2 separate regions of the Pan troglodytes genome follow, and region 1 is linked to region 2. The links are chromatin contacts, called in public capture Hi-C maps. All regions are on one chromosome and are shown on one strand. Each heading gives the region's core, a stretch centred on a gene start, on an enhancer-like site or on the middle of the called end of the contact. The rest is flanking DNA. Distances are from core to core; before and after follow the strand shown.

Region 1 (2,700 bases), core at 64-2,563, 120 kb before region 2:
CCATTTTACCTTTGGGAAAACTGAGGCACAGAGAGCTAAGTTAACTAGCCCAAGGGCACATTCTGTCTGATCCAAAGCCAAGTTCTCACGAGTACATCTTACCATCTCCTTTGCTCCCCATGGTCCAGCTATGCCGAATGTCTTTAGTTCTCTGAATGACTTTAGTTCTCTGCTTCTTTATGGCTCTGAGCATTTGTCATGTGGTTCTCCTCTTTGAAATGACCATCTGTATCAGTTTCCTATGACTTCATAACACATTGCAAACATAACAGCTTAAAACACCCATTTATTAGTTCATAGTTCTGGAGGTCAGAAGCCTGAATGCAGCATGACTGGGTCCTCTCTTCAGGGTCCTACAGAGATAAAATCAAGGAGTCAGCTGGGACTAAGTCTCATACAGCTTGGGGATCCCTTCCAAACTCCCTGCTTATTGGCAGAGTTCAGTGCTCTTGCAGTGGTAGGACTGAAGGCTGGTTTCTCTGCAGGCTGTCAGGCAGGGGTCGTTCTGAGCTCCTAGAGTCAGCCTGCATTCTTTGCCACGTGGCCCCTTTCATCTGTAAAGCCAGCAAAGAAAATCTTGCCAATGATGAGTTCTTGCCGCTTGTCAAATCTCTTCTGCCAGGACAATCCAGTCCCTTTCAAAGGTTCACCTGGCTAGGTTAGGCCTACCCAGGATCATCTCCAGATCTTAAGATCAATTAATTTGGGAACTTTAATTACATCTGCAAATTCTCTTCACAGAAGCACCTAAATTGTTTGATTGAATAACTGGGCAAAGGTGTGTGTACACTGCGAGGGGGATGGGCTGAGAATCTTCAGGGGTCATCTTAGAATTCTGCCTAATCTTCAAAACTCAGCTCAAGGGTGACTTTCTTGATGTCTCTAGGCCAAGCTAGGTCCACCCCCTCTACCCCACAGCATCAAATACACACTCTTCTACTGGTCCATTTCCCCCCATCTGGGCTGTGAGATTCTTGAGATCAGAAACCAAGCCTTGGTCATCTTTGTGTGCCCAGCTCCCGGAATAGCACCCGACTCTATATTTGCTGCCTGAGAGCTCAGGATGTGCTCAAGCAAGCCCTCCAGACGAGAAGGGCATTTTCATTAGAATTGCATGCATCGCAGGTACAGGGCTGTTGACGGGACAGCAAGTGCTTCCGGGAGGTCCCAGGAAACGTCATCGGCACCCTACGCTCCAAAGTCTTTTAGCCGAGAACCATGGGCAGGCCAGCACGCCTTCTGAAAAGCCCAGTGAAACCAGCCAGCATCGCCGTGACGGTGAGGCAGATGGGCCACTAGGTGTCACTCAAGATTCAATAAAGAGAAACGCGGGTGCTTCGAAAGCCGTTTCCGCCCTTCTAGGGAAGGGAGCTGGTTAGACGGTCCCCACCCATTGTTTTTTGGTTCACGCTCCAAGCCTTCCGCGGCTCTTCATTTCCCTTCGCGGACAAGTCTGGGTCTAAAATAGGACCACAGAATCCGAAGCTATAAGGCTGGGGGCCACCCGACCGGCTAATTCAGCCTCCCGATTTTGTGGACCAGCAACCAGAGCCGGGAGCTTGCGCAGGGCGGGGAGCAGAGCCCCGCTTCAGCCCCTACGGGGGTCCGCGTGCTCCTGCCTACCCTCGAGCAGCAGTGAGGAGGCGTGGGCGGGTCCCGGCTCTCGGCCTGGGTGTCCAGGGTGTCCAGGGTGTCCTGGGTCGTCCCGGGGGCTGCACCGCGAGGTGTCCCTCAGGACCACTTCCAGATGCCCAGGCCGCATTCAGCTGATTCAGCGCCCGTGCTCCAGAACCCAAGACGAGGAAGGTGAAAAAGAAGGTCTCGTGGATCTGTTAGGACCTGACCTTTCTTCAGATCGTCTCAAACAATCGCTTCTTTCTTTGTATTTTAGGGCTGGGGAGTGGGGACGCACCTGGCTTCCTGACAGCATCTGCAATTGACCACAGTCCTTTCACTTGTGCCAGGGGGAGGTTCGGGGCTGAAGGGAGGGGGTCGCAAAATGCTCGTGCAAAGCACCTTCTTGGCAGGAGTTTGGTTTTTCTGCCCCCACCCTCCTACTTTCCCCGTGGAAGAAGTGGCTGTCCACGCGCGAGGTTCGAACAGGCTGCAAGACCAAGGCACCGCGCGTGCGGACTGATCTTCCTCACCCCCGGCAGAGGGCGCCCTTCTCCCGCTCCAGCGCCCCGCCGGGCGAGCCCCTCCAGCCGCGCCCTGAGCCCTGCCTCGTCCAGGCCGGGCCTCCAGCGCCAGGTGCCTGCAGCCCTACCCTGGGAGAATTACAAAGCTACTTCTGTCCGACCTTGGGCACAGCCTTTGAATGTCCCGTTCCTTTTGCTCCTAGCTGACTTACTGCTCATTTTTATTTTCCTAAGTGAATATTGAAACTTATTTGCATTTTATGGAGCTCCTGGTAACAGAGGGAGCTTACCTGGCAGGGTGAGAATCCCGCTAAGGAAGTTGGCTCAGGACGGAGGTTCTCGCCAGGGCTCACCCACAAAGGGAATAATCCTATCTATTAGACAAATAATTTCCTTTAAAGCTTGCAAAGCGGGGCGGACGCGGTCGCTCTTGCCTGTAATCCCAACACTTTGGGAGGCTGAGGCCGGCGGATCACTTCAGGTCAGGAATTCGAGAGCAGCCTGGCCAACATGGTGAAACCCGGTCTCTACCAAAAATACAAAAATTAGCTGGGCGTGGTGG
Region 2 (2,700 bases), core at 31-2,530:
CTAAAAATACAAAACTAGCCAGGCGTGGTGGTGTGTGCCTGTAATCCCAGCTACTCAGGAGGTAGCTGAATCGCTTGAATCTGGGAGGCGGAGAGTGCAGTGAGCCAAGATTGTGCCACTGCACTCTGTTTCAGGAAAAAAAAAAAAGATCTATTGAGCCCATTTGCCTCAGGACCTTCCAGGTCTTTGTCATTCCTGTTTCCAGAGTCCTGAAGGTCATAACCATGGCCCACATTCCCCCCATTCCCAGGGGAGTGTCTAGACTTTCTGACTCAAGACAAATTACCAAATGTATAAATGCCCATTCTGCTTAATGACTTTACTTCCACTTTTCACAGACTCTCAGATGTGGCTAGAAATAGTCCCAAACCCTGTAATCTTTCATAGAGCTGAGCTAAATTAAGTGGGTAGTGTTCCTCCAGAATTCCTCTCCCAAGCACTTACCACTGATGTACGTCCCTCCCTACTTTGCTCACAGAACAGATGTTTGAAAAAACGTCACTTGACTGTGAAGAAGGAAAAAATGTTACTAAAACGTGGATTTCCACACCCACCCCCATACATAAGTTCTTGGATCTACTGCTAATGCACTCTTCATGCATATTTATTCAACACACTTACTCCTCCACACATGCACACACATATATGCAATGGACTCCCTACCCTCACCATTCACATGAACATTGTCACAAGGATTTTCTAACTTATATTTTTAATATTTTTGCTCCATAACCATGGCTTTGAGCTAATTGTTTCACATTTTCTTAATGTACACCAGAAATGGCATTTACATCTCAGTCTAGCATCAGGTTCACTGGCAGGCAAGGCAAAAAGCACACATTTAAATTTGGTCATAGCTAGACGACAGAGCCACAGACCCCTGCTTAATTTCTGGTGTCCTTGGCCGGCTGCCTGAGAAGGAACTCTGTCTGCTGGGAACTCAGGCATTGGATGTAATAAGCACTGACTTCCACATGAAAAGACTAAAGCTTTGTCGTACAGAGAGCACTAGGTCTTAGGCGATGACTTAGTGCCTTAGATTCCCATATTAGCACAAAGGTTAAACCTGACACTATTAATTGCAACCTTTCCAGATAATTATTTTCTCCTTTACCCTATTGGGACCGCTTGTGTTCTCCGAGAAAACTCCCTGAGGTGAGCTTTCCTTACTTGCCACCTTCTTTTGTCTTCAGGGAGAGTGAAAACGAGGCATGGTGCAGCTCGGATCAAGCGTTTGCTGTCTCCTGCCTTTTTACCATGGCGACACGACACACCGAGCGCACTTTGAGAGCGAGAACTGTCCTCTAGAGGGAGAGACAGGAACACACACTGGAGGCTGAATGTTGTCTGTATCATCCCCAGTAGTTCTGAATTGTCATACTTTGCAGGAGGACCCTGGCTGGGGGCCTGCATTTTTTTCTCTGTGACTGAATCCTCTCTTGCTGGCTCTGTCGCAGTCAGCCACCCTTCGCTGTTGACTGGTCCTCATACATCCATGAGAGCCTTGGGAAGGGACACACTCTTTCCTTGGCTCTTCCCTCTAAACGGCAACACAGGCCCTCCAGCTCCCAGACCAAATGGCTAATGCTGGGGCTGAAAAAACTGTACACCAAAATGAAGGCCTCAGAGCAGCCACAGAAGCAAAAGTTTTTCTCTGATCTTCTCCTGCCCTCCCCTGCAACCCAAGCCTAGCCATAAAAACTAGAATCCCTCTTCCCCCAAGGCGAGGCATAGAAACCAGAACCCCTTTTCCTGAAAGCCAGCCAAAAAACCTAAAAATATTCCATACAAAAACGGGCCAGAAATAAATGATCTGACCTACCTTGTTTGACTGTAGGTCAGAAGACACCCATTGCAGAGAGCCCCCATTCCAGAGAGGGTAAAAGTCCCCATACCCAGAAGGAAGGAAAGCTACACAGGCAGACCAAGAAGAACCTGAACAGACAGGCCTTGTGGAGTCTCCCTGCTCAGTCTATTCACAGTAGATCAGACCCTTTTTGTCCAATCATATTTCTACGTGGCTGTCCATACCTTGTTGAACCTAAGCATAAAAATGGACAATTTTCCTTGTTTCTTTGGGTCTTCATTCTGAAGCCTCCCATGTATACATGTGAAATAAATGTGTATGCCTTTTCTCCTATTCATCAATCTGCTTCATGTTAGTGATCTTACAGCAAACCTTTAGGGGACCAAGGGCCTCAGCCCCCACACTAATCTTAGAATCATAGGTTGAGGCTGGCTCCCACCCAACCACCAACTGACATCTCTGAGGCCAGGGTGAGCTTACTCTTCAACACCAGGAATCATCAGGCTTCTCCATTTCATGCAGGAGAGACCCAAAGCCCTCTCCCAAGCCCAGGAAAAGGGAATGATTTGTTTTCCTCTTCACATCTTGTAAAACTGAAACTCCATACTCATTAAACATCAACTCTCCATTTCCGTCTCCTCCAGTCCCTGGCATGCATCATTCTACTTTCGGTCTATGTGGTTTTGACTACACTTATACCTCATATAAGTGGAATTATACAACATTTATCTTTTTGTGACTGGTTTATTTCACTTAACATAATGTCCTCATATGTTGTAGCATGTCAGATTTTCTTTTCTAAGACTGAATAATGTTCTATTGCATGTATATGCCATATTTTGCTTATCCGTATGTTGATGGACACTTGCCAAAGACACGTTCTTTCATTGAAT

Evidence for each region. Capture Hi-C pulls out chosen DNA fragments and counts their contacts.
Region 1: a capture Hi-C map of stem cell-derived neural stem cells shows a contact between it and region 2, with 2.7 times the contacts expected there. The contact joins two enhancer-like sites. A contact is called at or near these places in 3 of 7 Hi-C or Micro-C datasets (induced pluripotent stem cells and stem cell-derived neural progenitor cells) and 1 of 1 other capture datasets (stem cell-derived neural stem cells).

Annotation. Positions count from the first base shown.
Region 1 is chr10:100,937,029-100,939,728 of NHGRI_mPanTro3-v2.0_pri, reverse strand. No RefSeq gene overlaps it. Among named protein-coding and RNA genes, the nearest start is that of PLXNC1, 46 kb to the left of the region's middle. Within about 2 kb of position 1,313, at least 11 of the 24 cell types and tissues checked have an H3K27ac peak or open chromatin away from gene starts, as enhancers often do. A contact at or near this core is called in stem cell-derived neural stem cells, where this site is marked.
Region 2 is chr10:100,821,246-100,823,945 of NHGRI_mPanTro3-v2.0_pri, reverse strand. The region is part of intron 2 of LOC107967602 (a long non-coding RNA gene); the gene reads left to right. Among named protein-coding and RNA genes, the nearest start is that of PLXNC1, 160 kb to the left of the region's middle. Within about 2 kb of position 1,280, at least 5 of the 24 cell types and tissues checked have an H3K27ac peak or open chromatin away from gene starts, as enhancers often do. A contact at or near this core is called in stem cell-derived neural stem cells, where this site is marked.